Linked DNA regions of Danio rerio: regions 1 and 3 are each linked to region 2. A link is a contact called in public HiCAR-type and Micro-C data. All regions are on one chromosome and are shown on one strand. Each heading gives the region's core, a stretch centred on a gene start, on an enhancer-like site or on the middle of the called end of the contact. The rest is flanking DNA. Distances are from core to core; before and after follow the strand shown. Region 1 overlaps noc2l (NOC2-like nucleolar associated transcriptional repressor). Region 2 holds the start of samd11 (sterile alpha motif domain containing 11). Region 3 holds the start of noc2l (NOC2-like nucleolar associated transcriptional repressor).

Region 1 (3,720 bases), core at 424-2,923, 140 kb after region 2:
GCTTAAAATACAATGCAAATATTTATTAGTAGTCTAATATATTAGTAGTCTAACAATACACAATATCTATCTTGGGTAGTTAGGACCACTGCGTTCAAATGTTTGCAGACAGTATATTTATTTCAGGCCTTACACAGCATTATTTTTAATTATAGGTTTATATAGACATGCTTCAGACGTATCTTTGCAGAGTTTATTGACATTTGTTAGGTGCTGTGAGCATTGTATTTTAGGACTGCTGATTTTTAGTCAAGTTAAACATAAAAAAGAGACTTTTGTTACACAGGGCAGCAATTAGAGGTGTATCAACTAACATACTACAAGGCAGGGATGCCCAAAGATTTTCGTATAAAAGGGCCAAAAAAACAAAACAAAAATATCATTATGAGCCATTGGCCCAGGGAAAATATACCAAACTATAATACATTAAAGTTGCCACGGTCAATTTTTGAGTTTCTTTCATAATATTTAAAAAAAATAAAAAAAACTTTACTTTAAATAATTTTAACTAATGCACTATAACTGAATGATAATTTTTGCAATAAAAACATAAGTGAACAGTGGAGTTCAATGCTGAATACACTAGTCACGCACACAGAATCTGCCTTTCTCGTGATTTGCTCACCAAAGTCTCTGCATTGTCCTCTATCCATCAGGTGACAGTATGTACATTTAAACTAAATCTGATTAATTTACAATATTTAATTGAAACATTTAATTTCAGTTAGCTTTTAACAATAAAACAAACAAAAGGTTACATTAGATTTAAAATGACAATCTCTAAACCATGCCCATCATTCTTCCTCTCTTCTCAGATGAAATCGCGGGCTAAATCCAAGGTTACCATGGGGCCAACTTTGGCACGCAGGTCCTAGTTTGGGCATCTCATTGAGCAGTTTGAGATTTTTTTGGTTCTTTTGAGCACAAAAGAAGATATTTTGAAAAATGTTGTAAACTTATAATAAATGACTTTCATAGTATTTGTTTTTAATACTATGAAGTTTATTTATTACAGGTTTGCAAATGTTTCAAAATGTAAAATTTATTTCTTTCCATTTTTGCATTAAATAAAAAATGTGCCATGTTTCAGATTTCATATAATTTTTTTACTTTCATTGTTTTATGAAAACAATAATTGTTGTAATATTTGTTATTCTGACCACTATCGTTTCTACAAAAAAAATGAAAAATGAAAAAATGAAATGAAAAGATTTTTTTTAAATATAAAAAAAGTTATCAGACCTTTTATATTTATAGAATAATAAAGTCCCAGTAGCACAAGTAATGTCCATTGCACATGACACCTGTTTCAGAGAATGTTATAAACATGGAAAAACTTTCCAGTCAGGCATTTTTCCCAACACAGATTTGGCAGCTCTTCCTCCCAAAGCATATATTCACATCTCTACTCAACACCTGGCATCCAAGCATTCACACTAATCCTGACCCGGTTTAAGGCAGGGATCGGATCTAAATCCTTTGCCCTACCTAAAATTCACAGCCGCAGCCTTCGCAAACACATTCCTCCGCAATGGAAACGGGAAAACCCTGCTCTTAACTGCCCTTACTAGTTGGGAAATATTTAAGATTTAGTCAGTCAGACAGAGATCCCAGACAGCAAGGGTGGAGCGGCGTCTCGGGGGGCCTGTGGCTGCGGTGTCTTGGCCTGGGTGAATGTACTGGAAAAGCCTCCCCGTGCCAACCAGGAGAGCAGGATAATCCCTGCAGCTTGTGTGGCAATCCTCTTGGCAGCGGCACGGCGCACGGCGCTTTAGCCTGTGTAGCAGCGTGTTCAGGCTTTCATCTCCTAACCTCAATCCAGTTACAGCCAGTCAGCATGAAGACATGACAGGCTACTGGCCCAGGAGGAGGGGCCATCTTTATCTAGTCCTTCATCTCACGCATTAAAGTGATTGTCCTTTGTTTTAGTTTAAATAGAGCTTGTGCGTGTTATTTAGAATTATCTTTGCTGGCCAAGAGATTGGATTGAAAAATTGCATTTACATTTAGCAGTAGTGTATTAAATGTTTAACCGTATGTCTATTCATTAATGAACACTAAATATATCATGGTAAATTAGAACAATAAAGAGCAGCATGTTAGAATAATCTCTGAAGGTTCATGCATATTATCACTACAGATGTGATACAGTTAATGCTAGTATTTAAGCTCATATTTAAATTTCACTGTTAGCATTATCCAACATTGAAAATGTAATGAAGTAAAACAATGTAGTAATGAGCTCAAACAGAATAATAATAAAAATAATAATAAGAACAATAATAATAATAATAAAAATAATAACCACAACAATTATAATAATTAGAAACTTTTCTAAAGTTTCCTTTTCTTTTTATATCTGTTTAACCTGTTAACACTATTAACTATGTTTTAATTCGTCATTCGTTAATTAATTGTAAAGGTTTCTCAACCCCATTGTTCTACATGGAACAAAACTTCTGCAACTAAACAGTTACGCAAACTGTGCACTCGTTTACAGTTTAGAGCTTGTACATTGAGGCTAACGAGCACGACCCAGAGAATTAACTGTGGTTGAGGGAATTAACTAAGGGCCATTCACGTCGTGTCTTTTGCGTGTGCAAGTTCATTATTTCTTTTTTTCCGTACATATTGGGAGTGACGTAAACGTGGTGCACGCAGGGGCGCCCCGCCACGGCCACCCCTCAGTAAACTCTGGTCACCCCTGTGGCCACCCCTTTGACCACCCCAATATAATTTTGCTGTTGACATTATTGATTTAAATGTACTTATAAATTCCCAATATTTAAATAAATAAATAAATAAAATGCAGCCACAAAATTATTATTGGTGTTACTGACGTAGCTCTCCCCCTCAGGTTCAACACTGGTGAAAGCAAACTGATGCATGCGCGCAGAAAACCATTCCCGCGCGCCTCACGCACTCCTGTGTGAATCCCGGTTGGTTGTTTGCATGCACGCCGACAAAATAGGCATAACAGCCTTTTGTGCAGGGGTGTCGGCATGCAGCGAGTTTTGAAAGTCGACTAAAGTTTATATAATATGATGATGATGTTACTTTCACTAAGCATGGCTTTAAAGCAGAAAGAAGGGATAATGAGTCAAGGAGGTAAGACTTCATAACATGATTTCTCAGCCATGATCTGGTCTTAAACCAGAGATAATTCTTTAGAATTGTCATAATTTTCATGCAAAAGGTTTCTTAAGTGATCTTGGCATATCACTCCAGTTGTTGTTTTCCAGTAATATTTCGGATTGATTTCTGTTATTTATTTAGAATAATAATTGTATAATAATATTAATATTAATTGTAACTATTTAGAATAAATATAAATAAATTGTTATGTTTATTAAATAAAAAATCTAATAATTCAAGGGAGGTGGGGGTGTATAGGGTGGTTCGCCCAGGGTGTCATTTAAACTAAAACCGCCACTGCCCTCCCGCCGCGCTGATGCTAATCCAGGCGCACCTAGCACAAGAACTGACCATTCAGCTTCATGCTTTGTATAGAATATACACATTTCTAAACCAAAAAAAAAAGAAAATTTAATGAAAATGAAAAATATATAGTCAATTAAAAATAAGTCTCTTTCAGAGAGAGGTTCAGCAGCCTCTGACTACACATGTTCTTTTTAAAAGGAAAATACTTAACTAATATAATATGCTTAGATTTACATCAAATTAATAATATTTTTTTGTTGCTATTTTTATTTATTTATT
Region 2 (3,645 bases), core at 997-3,496:
TGTTTCCAGTTTTCATCTTATTTATGTTTGTGGGGGCGATTTTGGATTTCTACATTTAAATGGTGCATTGGAAATCTCTGATCGAAGTCAAAAGAATGTCTGAGGCACAATTTGTGATTTATTCATTTGTTTCCAAAGCTTTCACTAATCCAGTAAGATTTACTTGATTTCACAAAGCAAAATTAATTGACATATTATGAACAATAATAATGAACTTTTCCTTAAAAATATTTAGGTAGTTCAAACAAAATGTGAAACTTAAATTTTAAAATAAAATGTAATAATTTTACTTCTTTCTAACCATCTCAAAACCATTATCTGTTTACACACATCTGAACTGTCCAGTGGTATTCAACAGTACAGAGAAAATTCTTAAAATGTTAATAAATTAATTTTAATCTACCAAAGAATTCAGTGGCAGCTTAATGTTGTAGTTTTTGTTGTTGCAGTTGTTGTTGCATTCACTTAAAATAATAAAACAGTGACTTACAGCAGTCATTTTTACTACCAGTTGTACTGAAGAACTGAAAACCTGTTTATGATTTGTATGTGGTGTCATGTTGTGAACCAAATGAAATTAGAGTTGATTAAAACTTGTTTAATTAAAAACTTGCTTGACAATAATATATAATGTGCTGGTATATTATTATATTATATTATATTCAATTCAATTCAATTCAGCTTTATTTGTATAGCGCTTTTACAATGTAGATTGTGTCAAAGCAGCTTTACATAAATGGTCATAGTAACTGGAACAGTGTGGTTCAGTAACTGGAACAGTGTGGTTCAGGTTTTAGTGTTTAAGTTCAGTTCAGTTCAGTTTAGCTCAGTTCAGTGTGATTTAATCATTACTGAGAGTTCAAACACTGAAGAGCAAATTCATCGATGCGTAGCTCTACCAATCCTGAACCATGCGAGGCAGTGGCGACAGCGGAGAGGGAAAAAAAACTTCACCTGATGGGAGTGAAGAAAAAAAACCTTGAGAGAACCAGACTCAGTTGGGCACGACCATTTTAATTTCTCCGCTGGCCAAAAGTCTTGTGCAGAACTTCATTCGCCGTGGTTTATGCTGGAAGATACTATGAAGAAAAAGGTGCTGCTTACTATTTTTATGTAAACTGTAATATAATACAATTATAATACCTAATAATGGTGCCAAAGTACCATTTAAAAATTAAAAAGAAAAGGGAAGTTGTTTTTTTCTTCAAAGTTTATAAAGTTGCAAATTATTGTATTTCAAATAAAGGCTTGTATTCATTAAAGTACAATGAAAATTAAAATGTATTTAGCAGAACAATGATAATAATAATAATAATAATAATAATAATAATAAATAAATAATAATAATAATAATAATAATAATAATAATAATAATAATATTTCCCATTGTTGGGTTGCAGATGGAAGGGCATCCGCTGCGTAAAACATATGCTGGATAAGTTGGCGGTTCATTCTGCTGTGGCAACCCCTGATTATTATTGGGACTAAACAAAAAAATAAATAAATAAATAAAATTAATAAATGAATTAATAATAATAATAATCACCATCATCATCATAATAATAAATTGCAGCCTTGGGGAGCAGAAGAGATCTCTTTCAAAACGTAAAAAATATTAATTTAAAAAATATATGTGGCTTTATTTTCATTAAATACAGAACGGTTTATAGCCACATTTTCTATCTTTAAGTATTTGTGCTGTGAAGTTCTTACAATTATTATATAATATCTATTATTATACACAGGGTTAAGATTATATCAGATTAAAGTATTAAAATCGCCTTTCCAGCAACTGTCACCATAAAAATATGGGCTAACAAGTCAGCAAGAGAAGCATGAATTGATACACTAATATAATGTGATCTACTCCACATGTCTGACAAGAATAAAATAAGAAATGTATCAAAATGTTTTGTCTTTTTTATAAATAATGTATAATGCACTGTTTACAGGTCAGGACTGCATGTTAGATAACTTACAGTGACCTTTATCTGCATAGAGTAGCTTGTACAATTAGTCAACCAATCGTTTTTTATTTTTTTAAACAAGAAAGAATCAAGTAACCAAACAAATGTAACCACATAGTTGTGTAAGAATGGAAAAATAAAACCTAAATGAAATTATTTCTCTGAACTTTCTGCAGTGACTGGAAACAGTGACGCGGGCTCGTCCGTCGCGGACCCCCTTCAGTGGGCTCGCGCTCGCGCTGCCTCCGCTGTTTAAATGGGCCAAGTTTGAGAAGCGGCGGAGAGTGCAAATCTTGTTTGGTCTGGGTCTGTGAACTAAAGCGTGACTTCAGCGACGTATTAGGGGTTAAAAAACGAAGGGGAGAGAAAAAAATCCAAAGTCCCATTAGCGCCAGGCATCATTTGCAATCGAAAAGGCGCACATAGATAGCATAATTGTCTCTATCTTCGTCAGATATGAAAATGCTCCAAGATAGTCTGTTTCACTACCTACCCACTGTGCATATACTACTGAACATTTACGTGATCTACACTACACAAACACGGGCTTTTATGTGTTAAAGCCCTAGCTGCGTTGTGCCTGGACATAAATAAACTCGGAGTGGATGCAGGATATAAGCGTAGCGGAGTTGCCATAGCGATTATTTTAAAGGAAACGCGGGATAAACAATCATTAAAGCACGCTCAGCAGCGCTAATATCTGGCGGAGATGTCAGGCATTAGTCCGATTAGATGTGGTGGGCAGGAGCGCGGGGAGACCCGTCATGCGAGCAGAGCACTGAGGAGAAGAGTGAAGTGGTGAATGGCTGAACTTAAGCGCTCTGCTGTCAGGCAGCGACGCGGGAGTCGTGCGTAAACACACCGGTGCGCCTGGAACTCCGCGAACAGGGACACAAGTTGGGACGCATGAACTGCTAATCACTCGTTGCCGGCGCTCCGCTTCGGGTAACATGCCTGCCATCAAAAAGGAGAGACTGGATGGAGAAGACATGGCATTAGCCGCCTTCAACCAGCCTGAATACCTGGCCCCTTTAAATGCCACCGCTATCCCCGTGGTGACCCCTCATCCGCCGCCGTACGATCACATTTTCGCCCATCACCAGCGCGCGTACTTGGGCTTTCGCGACACCGCGCTGCATCAGCAGCACCTTCACCACCACCCGGACGACTTCATGCTGGAGAGCTTCTCGTCTATCCCGGACTTTCAGCCGTTTTTCGACAACGGGGAGCCTTGTATCGAAGTGGAATGCGGGGAAAACAAAGCACTACTGTACATTAACAAACTGTGCCAGGGCAGCAAAGGGCCCTCCATCAAATACCGGACTGAGTGGCTCACCCCAAACGAGTTCCAGTTTGTCAGTGGAAGAGAGACAGCCAAAGACTGGAAACGCAGTATCAGGCACAAGGGTAAGTCAGTTGCCGGGTGCACACGCATGGATGTTACTTTTGAAACGGGGGTTAATTGAGCTTTAGTCCTCTTCTTGGGTTAACAGAAGAGCTTTTTTCTGGATAGAAATGTGGGTTACTCAACTGCTGTAACTTTAGTGCGTTGGGAACTAGAGCTCATTCTGCTTGGAGTCGAACGACTTTGGATTCTCACTGCTGGAACAAAAAGGTGAACAATAGTTTTGACGCACGTGGATTTTGTATGTGTTAAATAAAATCAATGTTTTGAATA
Region 3 (3,649 bases), core at 985-3,484, 160 kb after region 2:
CCATTAGTTTGAGTTTTTTATAGGATTTTATCACTTTGATCCCAAAAAATCTGGATAACACTGATCCCATCAGATGGGTGGATTCAGCATGGAGTTCATGCCCAAAAATGTAATGAAAACGTTAAAAAAAAGTATCAAATAATACTATATTTGGATCATGCAGTATCTTACAAGATATATTCATTCATAAGGTTTTATTTGTATTTGTTCATCCGTCTGGCTACAGTGATTAGGTAGGCTTTAACATATTCAGCCTATTAGTATAGTCCTACAGCAAAGTTGAAAGAGTTTGGCCTCATAAAATAATCCCCCATACAGCTGTCAAAATTGACCAAAAACAATACATTTTATTCTGTCACTAATTGATAAATTCATCACAATGAAAACTATTTTTGTTTTTAGAATATTTATTAGTGATGCATGCAATGATTACAGAATAACCAAAAGAAAGGCAAAGAATGGCAATGACTGATTTCTGAAATCCTTTTCAACAATTGCAATTGAGACTGAAAATGCAGAAGCACAGCTTCGTCTGGCAGAGGAACAACTGACTCTGACCAAACTGCAGCAAAAAAAAAAGCCAGACTTGAGATCTGACTCCTAAAGGCTACGCTCAGACAAGCTGCTCTCTCCACATCAGATGAGGAAGTCTGAAATTATTGTGGAGGTTTTGACATTAAGGCCTTTTTAATTCAATACATCTATATTTGAAACTTGTTAAATATCCTCAAATGTACAGTGTTTGTGTTGTAGGTCTCAGATGAGCGGATTGCTGTACAAGGATGGGCTGGGGTTTTTCTTGTTTTAAGTTTTTTTTTAAATGTGTGTGTTATCTTTTGAAATAAAAATAAAGTTATATTGACCCCACACTGGCTATTCTACTTGTTGCTCTTTACGTATCAATAGATTGTGATTTCCTATCCTGAATGAGCACTGGTAATCCAGATTTAGTGATCCTGAAAAGTTCCTATCCGATACAGATTGATCCAATCCGATGTTGATTTGAAAAACTGGCTCAAAAATTATCTCTGGATTACGAGATCACAGATCGCAAAAACAGGATGACTAAATCCGGATCAATTTTATCCGAATTAAACCTTTTGAAAAACTGGGCCCAGAACACTGGAATGACCATCTGAATGTAAAGCATTTGCTTACGTTTTCTGAAGTGCAGGCGTTTTGCTCTTTCCTTTCTTTGGTGAGGGTTCTTCATCCTCACAGTCATCTTCCTCATCAGAATCAAACCCAGACAACATGAACTCATCCACACTGAGATCCTCCAACTTTCTGCAAAAACATAACATAGATATCATGAAAGAATCCAATCTTTTTTTTGTTTACAGTTAGTCTAGATATTTGTGGCCATAGTAGGAATTATGTGTTTGGGATTGTATCTTTTACTAGCTTGTTTTGATTACATTTGCTCGTCTAGCACTCTTTGGATTGACTAAGTGCTGTAGAAAGTAAACATATTTTTATAATTAATAATAATATATTAATTAGTTCTAACTAAATTATCTTCTATTATATATTTTTATTGAATAACTGAATACATCACAACTGATTAAAATGAAATGAGACTTAATATGCCTAAAATAAAACATTTAATTTTAATAGATGACACATAATAGCACAATACTACAGTCAGTATGATATATGACATGAGCATCTTTACACGAAAACGATTATATTTAGGTCTATCTGTAAAGTAAATTGTTCAAACCCTTCTGTAATTACTCCTATTTCAATATATTAATTATTTAAAATAAAAAAGAGCTCTTAGGTTCAAATGCATACATATTTTTAACACAGTATGTTATCAATGCTGCATGTTCAGATAATTTCCCTTCTATTAAAATGTAATACATCATGAACGCGATTTAAAAAAACGCATCAATAAAATCACTGAACACTGAAGACACAAAACTGAAAATGTATATACTAAACTAATACAAAACCTATGAGTTCTGACCCATCTTCAGTGGCTAAAACTAGCTAGCTACCGTTAAATTTCACCAAAGAAGCGTCTTATGAAGTGAACTAGGGTTTGACACCCCCGTATACATTCAAGTTATCTGTACTGAAACACAAACAATAATATGCTACTATTTAAACGAGATTAAATAGATACGAATTAGACATACCTCTTGTTTTTCCCTGCCATGCTGGATAAAAACGTGCACTGAGACGTAATACCCACAATGCAACGCTTTAGGGAACTCAGCTCAGTTGATCTTTTGTTTAACGATGCGATAAACGCAGAGGGTCGATAACTCAGGTCCTTTTTATTTAAATTGCCAGTTTTCCCATAAAAGCTAAATTCCCGGTACAGTTACACACAACCAAGATGTTGGTGACGTTTTAAACTCTAAAGAAGAAAGTGTGGCTCTTGGTAATCCTAAAATGTCAACAGCTAGAGCAGGGGTGACCAAACTTTTTCGTATGAAGTGCCCATAACCAAACTTGATTAAGACTAGTGGGCCAAAGGTAAATGTAGTTGCCATTGGGTATTTTTTTTATTTTATTTAATGATATATATTTAAAAAATACTAGAAAATACTGTTTATTATGAACTAAACTATTTTTTGACATTTTAAAATAAGCTTATTACAGTAAAAACAAAACAATCTAATTTATAATAGAATTACACTAGTTTTTGTCTTGATTTGCCTCTGCATAATCCTCTTTCCGTCGAGTAACAGTATTTACATTTTAAAAATCTGATTCATTTACAACATTTAATTGAAACATTTAATTCCAGTTTGCTTTTTTGTACCTAAGCAATGGTCTATATGCACACAGCCCAAGGGCTTCCAGTGAACTGTTTTCTGTAATATTAATATCAGTGGTGGAAAGAGTACCAAAAAAATCATACTCAAGTTAAAAATACTGTTAAAAAATAGTGTGAGTAAAAGTATCTGTTGTAAATATTACTAGTAGCATGAGTAAAAAGTAGCTCTTTTGAAAGTACTCAAGAGTAGTGAGTATTAAAATGTTGAAGTGTTTACTTGCAATTTGTATGTGTGTGTGTGAAAACATAACATTATGTAGTGCATTTAGTTATTGTTTAAGGCCACTTGATGATTTCAGTCATACAGTAAACATCCTTCATCTTCTCATCATGCAAACTAAACAGTCTCTGGGTCATTGCATGTAAAAATTTTGGACATCTTCTTGGACACTTTTAATACTTCCTAGCGGTTTACTGCATTTATAAAGTGCCCATCTTCAGGTTGTTCAGTATGGTGCAATTTACTTGTGGAATTTGATTGGACGGGAATTGCAGGACTGATTTTTTTACTCAGCCAATCCCTAATAAGGCCATTTTGAAGGATGTATACCAGGGGTCTCAAACTCGCGGCCCGCGGGCCATTTGCGGCCCTCAGTGCAATATTTTGTGGCCCGCGCCGACCGCTGTACTCTGACAGAATCAGCGAGCGGGGAGAGAGAGCGATCCCCGCTCCGCTGATTCTATCCGTACACAGCGCGCTTGTCACTCAATGCACGTTGTCGCGCGCGTTTTGATCAGCTGTGTTGTCGCGCACGTACTCAAGAGCGGAGTTATCGCGCGCCTACTGAAGGGCGGGACCGAGGGTGTGTCGCGTCGCGGGGGCACTTTTGATCATTTTGGAAGGGCACTTACTATGCA

What was found. Hi-C and Micro-C count contacts between places; a contact is called where the count stands out from the background. HiCAR-type assays count read pairs that join an accessible place to other places.
Region 1: a contact with region 2 is called in a Micro-C map of caudal fin, with 2.6 times the contacts expected there. The contact joins the enhancer-like site here to the promoter of samd11 in region 2. A contact is called at or near these places in 3 of 18 Hi-C or Micro-C datasets (caudal fin, fibroblasts and hematopoietic stem cells) and 2 of 4 datasets of contacts at active chromatin or transcription factors (caudal fin and pancreas).
Region 3: a HiCAR-type map of caudal fin shows a contact between it and region 2, with 3 times the contacts expected there. The contact joins the promoter of noc2l here to the promoter of samd11 in region 2. A contact is called at or near these places in 3 of 18 Hi-C or Micro-C datasets (caudal fin, fibroblasts and hematopoietic stem cells) and 2 of 4 datasets of contacts at active chromatin or transcription factors (caudal fin and pancreas).

What each region holds. Positions count from the first base shown.
Region 1 is chr23:26,094,073-26,097,792 of GRCz12tu, forward strand. All of the region lies in intron 13 of noc2l (NOC2-like nucleolar associated transcriptional repressor), which reads right to left. Among named protein-coding and RNA genes, the nearest start is that of noc2l, 22 kb to the right of the region's middle. Within about 2 kb of position 1,674, at least 7 of the 62 cell types and tissues checked have an H3K27ac peak or open chromatin away from gene starts, as enhancers often do. A contact at or near this core is called in caudal fin, where this site is marked.
Region 2 is chr23:25,956,950-25,960,594 of GRCz12tu, forward strand. It overlaps samd11 (sterile alpha motif domain containing 11), which reads left to right and starts at 2,247. Exons shown (of 13, transcript XM_073938975.1): 1 at 2,247-3,374. The coding sequence starts at 2,918. All of the region lies in intron 1 of LOC141380490 (a long non-coding RNA gene), which reads right to left.
Region 3 is chr23:26,116,180-26,119,828 of GRCz12tu, forward strand. It overlaps noc2l (NOC2-like nucleolar associated transcriptional repressor), which reads right to left and starts at 2,235. Exons shown (of 19, transcript NM_001003830.2): 1 at 2,145-2,235; 2 at 1,159-1,287. The coding sequence starts at 2,164.